2 separate regions of the Mus musculus genome follow, and region 2 is linked to region 1. Evidence: chromatin contacts called from public ChIA-PET data. All regions are on one chromosome and are shown on one strand. The core of a region is the stretch at or near the end of the contact, and the rest is flanking DNA. Distances in the headings are between cores, read along the strand shown.

Region 1 (6,461 bases), core at 1,915-4,414:
AGGACTAAACCCATGGCATGGCCCAGAGTTTTACCTTGAGACCAAACATACACTGTTTATGTTTTTTACATATATATTTAATTACATATATACCCAGAGCTACAAATATAAAACAAAATAAAAACTTCAAAATCAAACAATAAAAGCATGTATAAACTGAATAAATCAGATGGCATAATCAGTACTAAAATCATTAACTTGAAACGCAGCTTGTCTGCTATCACCAAATTATGTGAATCTGAAACCTATACAAAAACATGGTCATTCCTGACGTAAGTTTTTTGTTGTTGTTGTTTTTGTTTTTGTTTTTTGAGACAGAGTTTCTCTGTAGAGCCCTGGCTATCCTGGAATTCACTCTGTAGACCAGGCTGGCCTTGAACTCAGAATCTGCCTGCCTCTTCCTCCCAAGTGCTAGGATTAAAGGCATGTGCCACCACTGCCCAGTGACATACTTCTTTTTCACATGAAACAACTCCTACTTCACCAGAAGCTTCCAAGGTGAAAGGAATTTATCCCTCTAAATTTAAAAGCCTCAGGTCTTCAAGACGACTTAGTTAACCTTCTAAAATTGTATAGCCATATTGGCATTCCTATTGACCCAGGAAACTCTTATCCTTTTTTAATTTCTTCAGCACACACAGGGAACTCTTGAATCAAGAAATGTCAAATAGTAAGCTGACCAGGTCCTGAGTCATAGTGCTTAAGATCAAAATTGAAGATTCTCTTCTATAAAATTTAATCATCTTGGCTTTGGTTTAGTTTGGTTTTTGTGTTTTTGGAGACAGGATTTCTCTGTGTAGCCCTTGCTGTCTGGAACTTACTCTGGAGACCAAGCTGGCCCCCAACTGGATATCTGCCTGCCTCTGCCTCCCAAGTGCTGAGATTAAAAGTGTGTGCCACCACCACCTGGTCTATTCAATCATCTTATTCCCATCACAACTGTGTATAGATCGGGTACAGCAGTTAAGAAAATTATGTTCCTAACAAAATGACACAGAAGTCCATGACTTATTCTGCATGGAAACTATAGATACCAGGCATCAGACAGTTATTTGTCTACTCTCTGTGACAGTTTATGAGAAGCGGAAATTTGCAACTATTCAAATAAGATTATACTCACCAGATGTTTTTAATAACTAATTCCCATTTATTATCAAAATATTCATGTGAAAATTACCTTTCGCTATTCACATCAGATCATTCTGCCCTGGAAATACACAGAGCCCAATTTAAAAGCTACATTAAAAACCTAGTATCCCCATACCTTAAAACTTCTTTAAAGCTAATCAGTTGTGGGGTTTTTGCTTTTGTTAGTATGATCGATGAGGTCTTTTGAATTTCACTGAAAATTATTAGACTGCATAATGGAATAAATGGGAAATAAGCAGTATGTCAATTAAAACATTAAACAAAGGTTACAGATCTTGAATATACTAGAGAGAACAGCAAAGAGCCAAGGAAAGGTCTAGTGGGAATTTCACCAAAACTCTGCCAATTGTGGGGCAAGGTAGACATGGATCAAACTGTATTTCTTTCTTCAGATATTCCTACTATGAAGGATCGGTATGCAACTTAACTTTGTACCTTTCCCCAGAATCAATAAAGAACTTTCTTATTTTCTGGTCATCTTCAGCCGAATCTGAAAGGCTGCAAGTTACTCAGAGCCTGCTAACAGTAACTTTCTTCCTTGACCCAAGAAGGCAGAGTGCCAGAGGGAAATAGCAAAGAATAGCACTATATAAACAGGGCGAGTGGTACAAGAGCAGAGCCAAGTTATAGAACCAAAATATATTTTAAAATATGTTCAGAACTCGTAACAACCTTTGCCTTTGGTTGGTTTCTTGTTTGGAGTATCAGTTGAAACAGTTAATTCAATATTATCTGGATCGCCTCCTTCCTCTTCAATAGCCTACATTAGAAAGAGAAGTTAATATGCTACACAAACTATCTAAACTTATTTTATAAAAACTTAATGAAAATATATTACCAAACCTCCAGCCTCAAAACATTAGAATTGCCAGTTATTTTACAAACCGACTTCACAAACGAGTAATTATGCTACACAGAAAGGGGTGGAGGGTGTCATTGAGTATCGAAATGTCCTGGAACTTGAAATTCCACCCAGTCGATGGTTCCATGTCACATATACTGAACAAGAACCTAAATATGTTCTATTACAGAAAGTTTGTAGCTACTTAAATAAGGAAGAGTTTTCCTAACGTATTGCGTACACTTGTTCCCGTCTCCGATTCCAAGGCTTCACGCGAATAAACCTGAAAGCTTAACAGGACTGAGAACGTGGATGATTACGCTGATGCAATCAGAAATTAAGAATTAAAAATAAATCAGTTAAAAGCCTAGTGGGGAAAAAAAAAGATGAATCTTCCCTTCTCATCCACTCATCAACTCCCACTACGGATTTCTCTGAACAGGGGTGAAGAAACGGTTGGACACAATTAAACGGTAACTTCGGCCAAGTCAGCAAACTAACCATCGCCTCGGAGCCCGAGAGATGCACGCGCTGCGCACCGCCCGTAGGCCGGGGTACCCAGCGCCGCCCAGGGTCTGCAGCTCCACCCTCCGCAGGCCGCAGAGCCGATGGAGAGGGCGTCCCAGGGGAGGCAGGGGGCGCGACCGGCGGCGGCTCGCGAGGCCGCTGGAAGGCCAGGCTCCTCGCGGAGGCGCGGGCCCCGCGCGCCGGGCACGCACAGGCACCACCCGGTCCGCCCCGACCGCGGAAGCGTAGCACCTAAACGGCGCGGCCTACGCTGCCCTGCGCGCAGCGTCCGGGCCTCACCTGCTTCAGCCGGGAGACCAGTACCGTCTTGACCCCGTTGATGTCCAAGTTGCGGCGCTTCAGCTCGGACCTGAGGTCGATAACCCGCAGCTCCGTGATCTTCTTCCCTTCCGCCGGCCCAGAGGCGGCCGAGGCTACCACGGCCCCGGCAGCGGCAGCCATTTTGGGAAAGCAACGCGCTGCCGAGGCAGCTAGTGGGCTGCAGGGCGGCGGCGGCGGCGGAGGAGGAGGCAGCGGCGGTGGAGGCGGTGGCCGCGGCAGCACCAACTTCCAACCCGGGCCCCGGGCGGCCAGCGGCGCCGCGCTACGCTGCGCACAATGAGCCACTGACCACGCCCCCCCACGGGGACCACGCCCCCGACTCTGCTCCAGCGCAACCTGCAGCGGCACCCGGATGACGGGTGCGCGTGCGCACTGAGCAGGCATGGAGGGGGCGGAGCTCGCAGCGGACCGGTGGCTCGGCCTCTGGCGTGGTCCCGGGAAAGTCTCCGCGTGTCCAACCGCTCAGCTGTCCTCGGTACCACGGTTCCCGCCTCTCCATTAGCCTCCTTCTCCTCTCATCTCTTACCTAGAGCCATCGCCACTTGAGAGGCACCCCATAGTAGGGAGAGTAGGTGCGTCTCTTCACCGAAATGAGGGGGCGTGTGCGCCAGCCTTCCCGGAAGAAGTACGGAATCATCGTGGAAAGGTGGTCGGGGTATACTAGTGAACTTAGGTCGGCGGGTTCCGCCCCGGAACGCCCAGCGAAACCTGAGGCCGAGAGCCCAGGGGACAGTGTCACGCTGTGACCCCCTGAAGCTTAGCCCCTCTTTGCCTGAAAACTACCAGGCAAACGTCCTCTCCTCGTTTGCCTCAGCTTGCCCATCCCCTCCGACGGGCCTGATGGCTCAATGAAATTGTTCACAAAAGGAGAATAACTTAAAAGTATATGTTGCCCTGATCCTATACAGTATCCTCTGCCCTGCGCCGCCAGCATTTGGTATGTCAAGGACAGGGGCCACTTTATGGAGAAATAGCCCGCATAGTATCTCTTAGTAATTTTAATATTATTAATCATCACAGCGTAAATATCTATAGAATTAACACAAAGTTGGACAAAGTTAGGAAACACAGGGAACTGAATTAACATTTACTGGTGGGTGATGTTTTGTAAAGGCAAGGGTATGTTTTGTAGAGCGAGGTATAGAGCGGTGGGAGGGACTGCCTCATCCGGCTGATGCTGAGGCATCCCCACCCCAGGTACCATCCATAAGACTGGTCTAGTATAGAATAGAGTTTATTTGGGGGTATGGCAAGGGGAGCTGAGAAGGGAGTAGAGGCAGAGAAAGGGAGAAGACAGAAGAGAAGAGCCCGGCCAAGAACACGTGGAGGGGGGAGGGGAGAGGAAGAAAGGAGTCAAAGGGGGGGGGGGGACATTCCCATCCAGGCCTACCTGGCTGTTGCTAGGTAAGTGTTGGGCGGAGCCTAGAAGGAATGCTAAGGTGCTAACAAAGGTGGGGTTGAGGTTGTTTTGTTTTACATCTTTCTCCAGTTTCCTGGTTATAAAACTTAAATTGGACTGGGCAGTGGTGGGACATGCCTATCAGCACTAAGGGGAGAGAGGCTTGTGGATCTCTGAGATACACTACACTCCAGCCTGGTATCTGCAGAGTGACCCAGGACAGCCAGGGCTACACAGAGAAATCCTACCTTTATAAATAAATAAATAAATAAATAAATAAATGTGAGGTGTGCCTTACTTTGGGTTGCTACACACAGAGGAATCCTACCTTTATAAATAAATAAATAAATAAATAAATAAATAGTAAGGGTGAGGTGTGCCTTACTTTGGGTTGCTCTTTCTGAATCATTGGTTCAAATGGAGGAAAACTGGACGTTATAAAATCATACCTGGCAGTCAGTCAGTTCAGCATTTCTTTATGACTTTTAAGGAATTCTGGGATATAACAACCCCTTTAATTCTTCCCAGCTGCTAAAAGAGATTAAGTGACTTATAAAATATGGCTTACACATATGGCTTGTGTGTGCCAGTGCTGTGCTAATAATCTTAGATCTTCTGATTCCAAGTTCCACTCTCTTATACCACAAATTAGTTTGTCACACTCACCAAATTTTAGAATTCAAAAGATTCTTGATCTTCCATACCAATTTCATCCCTCCATATCCCTTCACAATAAATGAAGATGTTAAGATTTGCCTAAGGGCCAACAGCTATTGGCCATGGTTGCAGTAAAACCTTAGGTGTTATTCTATCATTGTTCTTATCTTGTCTTCTGGAGCAGCATCTGTGGATTCTCTTAGCCAGGGATCATATTACTAACTCCCAAGGTAATGATATAGCCAAAGGGAAGGAATTTTTATTCGGCTGTTTCCTTTTAAGAACAAAAGGGGGCCTCTAATAGTGAGTAAAATGAAGATCTATGTATTCTTATCTGATACCCTTGAGAAAGAAGCACTTTCCCAAATGCTGAGACTGCTTCCCTCAAATCAGGTAAAGAGTAAACAGATAGTCTTCAGTTCTCAGTGAGATACCTGCTCTGACCTCTTTGATAGCACAGCATGATGAAAGTAAAAGCAGAGAGACAAAAAGGACCAGAGAAGGGACACGCATGATGTATATTTATTATTTGGGTCCTGGCTCAGAGAAGAGGAGGACAGTAGTACAGAGACGACTGGAAGCAACTCATGAGCTTGTGTACTCCGTCAGTGTTAAGTGTGCACTAGGTTAGGATGTTGTAGAAAGTCCTAGCAGAGGTAAACAGTGTCATTCTGCCTGCAGTTTATTTGCAAATAATCGGAGAAAGAAAGAGAAAACCTGACACTGTGTTAGCCGTCACAAAAGACGGTAAGGGAAACAAGTGAGGTCCCCTGGTACTGTGTCAGACGGAAAGCAGAGGCCTGTGAGGGCTGGAGGTGATGCTCAAGGGTAGAGTGTGCTTCCCAAGCCTAGTTGAAGCCCCAAGCTTGATCCCCAGTGAGGCCAAGTGTGGACAGTTGCCCATGATATACTGGTCCACAAGACAGCACTTGCTAAGTATGCCTGCTGGCCTGAGTTCTATCCCAAAACTCTAGTAAAGGTGGGTGGAAGTAGAGAAGAGATTGCAAAATAAATAAATAAGGGAATGACAAACTAGGACCAGAAAAATGGCTCACCAGGTAACAATGCTTAAACCACAAACTCTGATGGCCTAAGTTCTATCCCTAGAACCCATATCCAAGGTAGAATGAGAGAAGCAACTCCTCAGCTGACCTCTGACCTCCAGGCATATGCTGTTGTAGCAAACAAATGCCTACATTCACACTTCTAATAGGAAAATGATATGACAATCTATATTTCTATACAGAGCCACTTGCTGCTTGGTGAGCCTTTAACACTTATGTTTTCATAAAAGCTCATCAGTAAACAAATCTATGTTCAGAAGGACTTGGTATCTTAAAAGGCAGACCTGGTTCTGGGGAGACAATGTTGCCTTATGAAACTCTTGTGAATACTGAAGACTTACACGGCAATCTGCCCACAGGAATCTTTACTCAGATGTCAAAACCTCTGATGAGCAAAACAATAAGTCAGAAAAAGATGCACGATTACAACTCTAGCCAGTGACACGAAGTAGATGACCGTAGCACCCTGAAAGGCTGTATTTGTAAAAAGTAACCCCTAGAA
Region 2 (6,461 bases), core at 1,405-3,904, 220 kb before region 1:
AAGTTCATTCTTAATTCATTAAAGAAAATCTTAACAGTCACTGAAATTGTAGCCCACTAACTGACCTTATATGATGTCTTTGGACTGTTCTAGTAGAACAACCATCATAAGTAAAACAATGACTTTAAATGGCTAGTAACTTTATAATTCATGTGACATATAATTCTAGAGAAAAATGCGTGTGCAGTGTCTGACACAACCTACATCGTAACAGTGACCAACAGATCAGTGCATTCACTTTTATAATCAGCTTCTAAGTTTACTGTGAAAACTCCACCGTCCATAGAACACTTAAGAACTGACAGAAGTAAGTGACAGAAAAGCAACCATTGATGACAATAATAGAATAACAGCATCAATGTAATGTCAATCTAACCCGTGAGGGGAAAGTTTAAAAGAAAAAGCCAAAGACTCTGTCTGTGACAAGAATAAAGAAATATACTACAGGCCAGGAGGAAACATCTGTAAACCATTATCTGAGTCCAGCCTAATAGTGCACACCTATAATCCAGCACTCAGAACACAAATATAGGAAGACTGTGTGCTATACCAAGAACAACCAAAAAGCTCCCCCAAGGTATCTAACAAATCACCAGTGATTTTATAAAGGAATTGAGGATGTGGAGAAAAAGGAACACTCCTTTGTTGGTGGTGGGATTGCAAGCTGCTACAACCACTCTGGAAATCAGTCTGGCAGTTCCTCAGAAAATTGGACACAGTACTACCTGAGGACCCAGCTATACCACTCCTGGACATATACCGAAAAGATGTTCCAACATATAACAAGGACACATGCTCTACTATGTTCATAGCAGCAGTACCCTTGTCCTGATGGACAGTTCTGTATCTTGTCTATAGTGGTGGGATATAGAACTACACATGTATTTATATTATATTAAAAGAAACAAACATCCCGATAAAACAGGAGCAAGGAGTGGGGAGTGTGCCCTGATGACAGCATGGCCCTTGTGATGCTATCAGCCTGCACAGTATTACCAATGGGGACACTGGGTGATGGTACTGAGTACCTACTACTGCCCTGTGTGCAAATCCACAATTACCCCCCCCACCCCCGCAAAAAAAAAAAAAAAAAACAAAAAAAAAACAAAAACACCTGTAATTAAAAAAACTGTAGGCCCTGGCTGGCCTGGAGCCTGCTATATAGACCAGGCTGGCCTTGACATCAGAACCTTCCACCTGCCTCTGCCTCCCAACTCTTAGGATTAAAGGTGTGCAACACCACACCCATGCAGTAGATACATGATGGAGTTGGTTTTAGACATGAGGAATGAAATTATTTGTTGTCTGCAGGAAAAGAGATGCAACTGGAGATAATCACCTTAAATGAATCAAGCCAATGTCACAAAGACAAGTATCATGATGTCTTCTTGTTTATAGGGTTTATACAGATCCATAAAACCATGCACAGATATATGACATGAAAGCAGAAGCAAAATTATCTAGGAAACAAGGGAACTAACAAGAGGAGACAGTGCAGAAAGGGAGGATAAGAGGCTTGGGGAATTGCTCATTGTACAGTAAGTGCAAATGTCACACATGCAGCAAGGCATGTATGTATTATGAATGAAATTATATATATATAAAACTGTGCAGTTCACCTATTAAAGAAAGGAAGGAAGGGAGAGAAGGAGGAGGGAAGAGAAAAGAACCTCAAACAAGATTGAACTCTAGCTAATGAGATATAAGCTAAAAGCGTTTAGAAGTAAAACACTCTGCTATCTGATACTTACTTTCAAAGGGGCAAATGAATTCCTAAGTATTTGATAAAGCAAATACTTTTTGCAAAGTGTTAACTGGAAAACACAGGCGGGAACTGAGTGGCCTCTTACATATTTTTTGACTATAAATATTTTGGGCTGGGAAGATGACTCAGGGGAAAGGTGCTTACCACCAAGCTTGACAAGCTGCGTTCAGTTGTCAGAACCACATGGTGAAGGGGGAGAACTGACTCCATCAAATTGTCCTCTGACCTCCACATACCTGCTGTGGCTTGTGTGCACATGCACAAATGTAGAAGAAAAAGTTAATTAAAATGTTGGAAAATATACATACCAACAAAACAGTTGTTCCTCTTCTTCTCAAGCACTTGGCTTATGTTTCTAATGCTGCAGAGTGAAAATTTGTTGTTGTTAAGTTTGTCCCCAGATGTTGCTCTTGCATACATGATGTAATTGCCATTTTCTTTTTGTCCTAAGTTCTTAGACTCTCCTGGAGTACACTCTGTTCCAGAATCATGCTGCCAAACAGAATATGGTGTTACATTAGTAGGAAGTAAAATTGCCCAGTCACCTGCTTATGTGGAACTTTCTCATCAGAAGAACAGTAGAAGTCACATACTTTCCTTGAAGAAGAATCTAACAACTGTCTAGGATCAGAGTTAGGATAAACACTTGCTCTATGGGGCCACTGTTGCAGCACAGAGGAAAACTGAAAGTCTAAACATAAACTTAGAGCTTTGTAATTAGGGACTAGAACTGAACATACATCGTCATAGAGATTACTAAGAAGAAGCTTTTATGGGTGGCCGTAATAATATGGATTCACATTCATTAAAATGCATGGTAAGTACATGTTCAAACTGGTTCAGGAAGGCAGAAGTGAAAATGAAACCCAAGACCAGTGCTGAGGAAGGCAGAGTAAGAACTCAAGGCAGTGACACTTCCTTGTGAGTTGGCGCAAAAGACAGCCACGCAAAATGCTGATTGGAGTCAAACACAAGTTTTACTTTAAAATAAGACTAAGAAAACCCAAGGCATGGGATCAAAACATTGCTTTACAGGAGACAGAGTTCTGTATATGAGCACCTGCACAGACGTGGTTTGGATTCTGGTAATTTATCCAGGTACCAGAGGCATAAGAAAGACCAAAGCAAGAGCTCCCTGAATCTTCATAAAGGAAAAACACTTTCAAAGCTGGGCTAAGGAAGCACCTGCTTTCCTCGCACATATGCACTAAAACAACAACGCCAGGGTTTGTTAGATGGCTTCATGGGGAAGAACACTTGATGTATATGCAAGTGGACCTCTGTTCAAAACTCCAGGACCCACATAAATCCAGGCCCAGGAGCAGAAAGATGGCTCAGTGGTACAAGATGTCACCAAGCTTGACAACTTCAATTTGATCCCAGGACCCAAATGCAAGTAGTTGTCCTCTGACCTCCACTCACAGGCTGTGGCATACAAATGAACATGAACACACACACACATACACACACAAAATGTAATAACAATTTTAAGAAAAAAATTTAAAGCCAGACATGACTGTGCTTTTTTTGCAACAACCTCATCACTAGAATTCAGAGACAGATACCAAGAGCTCATTAGATGACTCGTCGAGCCCAAAGCTTCTGGTTCAGAGAGCATCACTCAAGGCTAATTGTCCCAAGAGTAAGTAAGAAGAAGACATTCAACATCCTTCTCTGACATCTGTGTGTGTACATACAAAGGTGAATACTCAGGTGCATGTACCACACACAAAATACCCTCAATACACACACAACACACACCCGAAAGAAACCTCAAAATGTCCTCAAGTAATTAAGGTATTCATTATTCTAAAGGGAAAAAATGTTGGACATTAGAATAGCAGTTGTATTTAACTTGACCTTAGTTTGAATACCCAAAAACCTAACTCTTTACGAACAAACAATAATACCAAGTCACTCTGATTTTACATTTCCTCATCAGATGTCTCACATCCTACTCTTCCTGATACTGCCCTGCTTTTCTCCTGAGCCTAGATTCAGCCTCTGGAAACTACTTGCTCTGTATATTACCTTGCTTTATGCTTCTGCTCCTTACAATTTGGTTTTTTATTAAGTATGGTACTAGCAACAATCTCATCATTCAAATTGAGAAACAGAAAGAAAAGTTCCAATACTGAATGGCTGTTAATGTGATCAAAGAAACAGTAGCTATGTTAGAAGGCATTGAATATTGCCTTCTAATGAGTAGCTTGTTATACATGGAAGTGCTAAAATATACAAACTGATACAGACGGAATAAACATTGTCCCTAACTTGGCAAGGAGTTACATTCTTAAAAATAGCTAATTGTGACCTACCTGCCTAGTCTTAATCTCTCAGGAATGGTGTAACAGATCTCACCAACAGCCGTAAAAGGAAGAATGGACGGTAAACAAAGAATGCTTATTATTTGCTACAGCAGATACAGGAACAAAACTGGCAAAGAAAGGAATAAAAAAAAAAAAAACACCTCCGACACACATACACACAATGGACTATCCTGACTGGATGTCAAAAAGGACTCAGGTTTCATGAGTATACTACAACTCTAGTTAAAAAAGAAATTAAGAAAAACTACTTTCTAAGCTAAGTACCCAAGTTGTTTGTTCGTAAAGAGTTAGGTTTTTGGGTATTCTAAGTTCATAATATCAGATGCATTTGGTGGAACAGACTGCAATCCCAGCATTAAAGAGGCTGAGACAGAAAGATCACAAGTTTGAGGTCAGCCTAGGCTATCCAGTGAGAACCTATCAAAAAAAAAAAAGAAGAAACAGAAAGAAGAAGGCAACAAAGAGAGAAAGAAGGGAGAAAATATTCACAGAAAAGTAAGAAAAAGATTTAAGAACATATGAAAAAATAAATTATAATCTATAGCCCACAACTATTGACATTTTGTTGTATTTCCTATGACTATAATTGGCTGTATCACATCTTAATATAAACTTTGGGATCTGGTATATATAATTATCTATATCTCAGCTTACCAGTATAAGAAGCACTGAAGAGCCTGCTTTTCAATGGCTGAAGAATATTCCATGGTATCAGTCAAAGGCATTTGCTGCTTCTCTGAGAAGATCTATGCTAGTTCCCAGTACCCACACTGAGCTCACAATCTATAAATTCCAGTCCCAAGGGTTCTGCACCTTCTACTCTAAGGATTGAGGCATCCATGTTGTACCCAGACATATATACAGACAAAACACCCATACATATAAAAATAATACTTAAAAAAAGATTTTAAGGTAAGAGCAGGAGATTCATCAGATTTGAGAGGTGAGAAATGACACAGCATATATACTTTGACTTGAATTATGAAAAGGCCATAAATGATGAAACCTGTAGAGGTTTGAAAGAAATGGCCCTCATAAGCCCATAGGAAGTGGCAATATTAGGAGGTATAGCTTTGTTAGAGTAGGTATGTCACTTGGGCTTTGAGGTCTCCAAGCTCAAGACAGTTCACTGTCTGTGGATCAAGATATAGAACTCTCAGCTCCTTCTCCAGCATGTCTGCCTGCATGCTGCCATGTGTCCCACCATGATGATAATAAATTTAATCTCTGAAACAGTAAGCCAGCCCCAACTAAATATTTTCCTTTATAAAAATTTCCATGGTCATGGTGTCTCTTCACAGCAATAAAATCCTAGGACAGAAGTTAGTATTGGAATATTACTGATAGGCCTGACCATGCTTCTGTTTGGAGGAATGTAGACTTTGGGACTTTGGATTAGAAAAGCAGTTGAATGAACATTTTAAGTGGGGCTTAATGGACCAGTCTAGTAGGAAGATGAAAGACAGTGGTGCTGATCGTGATTTGAACTGTGGTGGCCTGGCTCAAGAAGTTTCAGAGGAGAAGAATTTTAATATGTGGCCTAGAGACTATTCTTATGATATTTTGGCTAACATTGTTGCTATTTTCTGCTCTTGTCTGAAAAGTTTGCCTGAGGCTACAGTAAAGTTTTGGATTAATTGCATTGGCAGAGGAAATCTCAGAACAGCCTAGTACTGACTCTGTCTTGTGGTTGTTAGTGTTCACGCTTAAGGAAATGTATAATGAAAAAACTCATATGAAGATGTATAATTAAAAGGAGCAAGCTGAACAAGGGAAAATACAAAACATACAGATCAAGGAGAAAAGGGGTACAGGGAGAAGAAATGGAGCTAAATCCTGTGTTTAAGGAGAGAAACATATTAAAGAGAAGCATGATGTTAAATGGATAAAAGGAGGAGAGCTCAGGGCAAGATTCCACCCAGCTGAGACCAACTTATGAAAAGAAATTAAAGAAACGCTCAGAGCCAGATTAGGGGTCCACACCTTCAATCCCAGCACTTCAGAAGCAGAAGCTAGCAGATCCCTGAGTTTAAGGCCAGTCTGGTCAATGAGCCAGGGCAGCCAAACTTAGACAATGAAGGAAACTATCAAAAACAGTAAGTTAATAAGATGTAATTGAACAGGGGTAGGGGAGGGGGAGGGGACACACGACATGTTCCAGCCCCAGCAAGCACCAGAACTTGGCAGCTTTGGAATCAAGGATAGATTAAAGGGGTTACAGAATCTCCCTCTGCAACTAAGAAAAGCCACTAAGGCCAGGTGTGTGTCAGGGGTGTTCCTGCATGGAAGCCCAGAGAAGCCATTGTGTGAAGCTGTAAAGGTGAAGCCTGGATTGCTTTGGAGAGCCCAAAATGTTAGAGATACCA

The links. ChIA-PET counts read pairs in DNA pulled down with a chosen protein or histone mark.
Region 2: an RNA polymerase II ChIA-PET map of memory CD8 T cells shows a contact between it and region 1, with 24 read pairs. The contact joins the enhancer-like site here to the promoter of Sltm in region 1. A contact is called at or near these places in 3 of 39 promoter capture datasets (fetal liver, liver and pre-B cells), 2 of 115 datasets of contacts at active chromatin or transcription factors (effector CD8 T cells and memory CD8 T cells) and 1 of 9 other capture datasets (liver).

What each region holds. Positions count from the first base shown.
Region 1 is chr9:70,539,418-70,545,878 of GRCm38.p6, reverse strand. Sltm (SAFB-like, transcription modulator) reads right to left here and starts at 3,164. Exons shown (of 21, transcript NM_025690.4): 1 at 2,798-3,164; 2 at 1,822-1,909. The coding sequence starts at 2,959.
Region 2 is chr9:70,757,379-70,763,839 of GRCm38.p6, reverse strand. It overlaps Adam10 (a disintegrin and metallopeptidase domain 10), which reads right to left. Exons shown (of 16, transcript NM_007399.4): 10 at 2,074-2,257. Among named protein-coding and RNA genes, the nearest start is that of Adam10, 82 kb to the right of the region's middle. Within about 2 kb of position 2,654, at least 106 of the 459 cell types and tissues checked have an H3K27ac peak or open chromatin away from gene starts, as enhancers often do. A contact at or near this core is called in liver, memory CD8 T cells and pre-B cells, where this site is marked.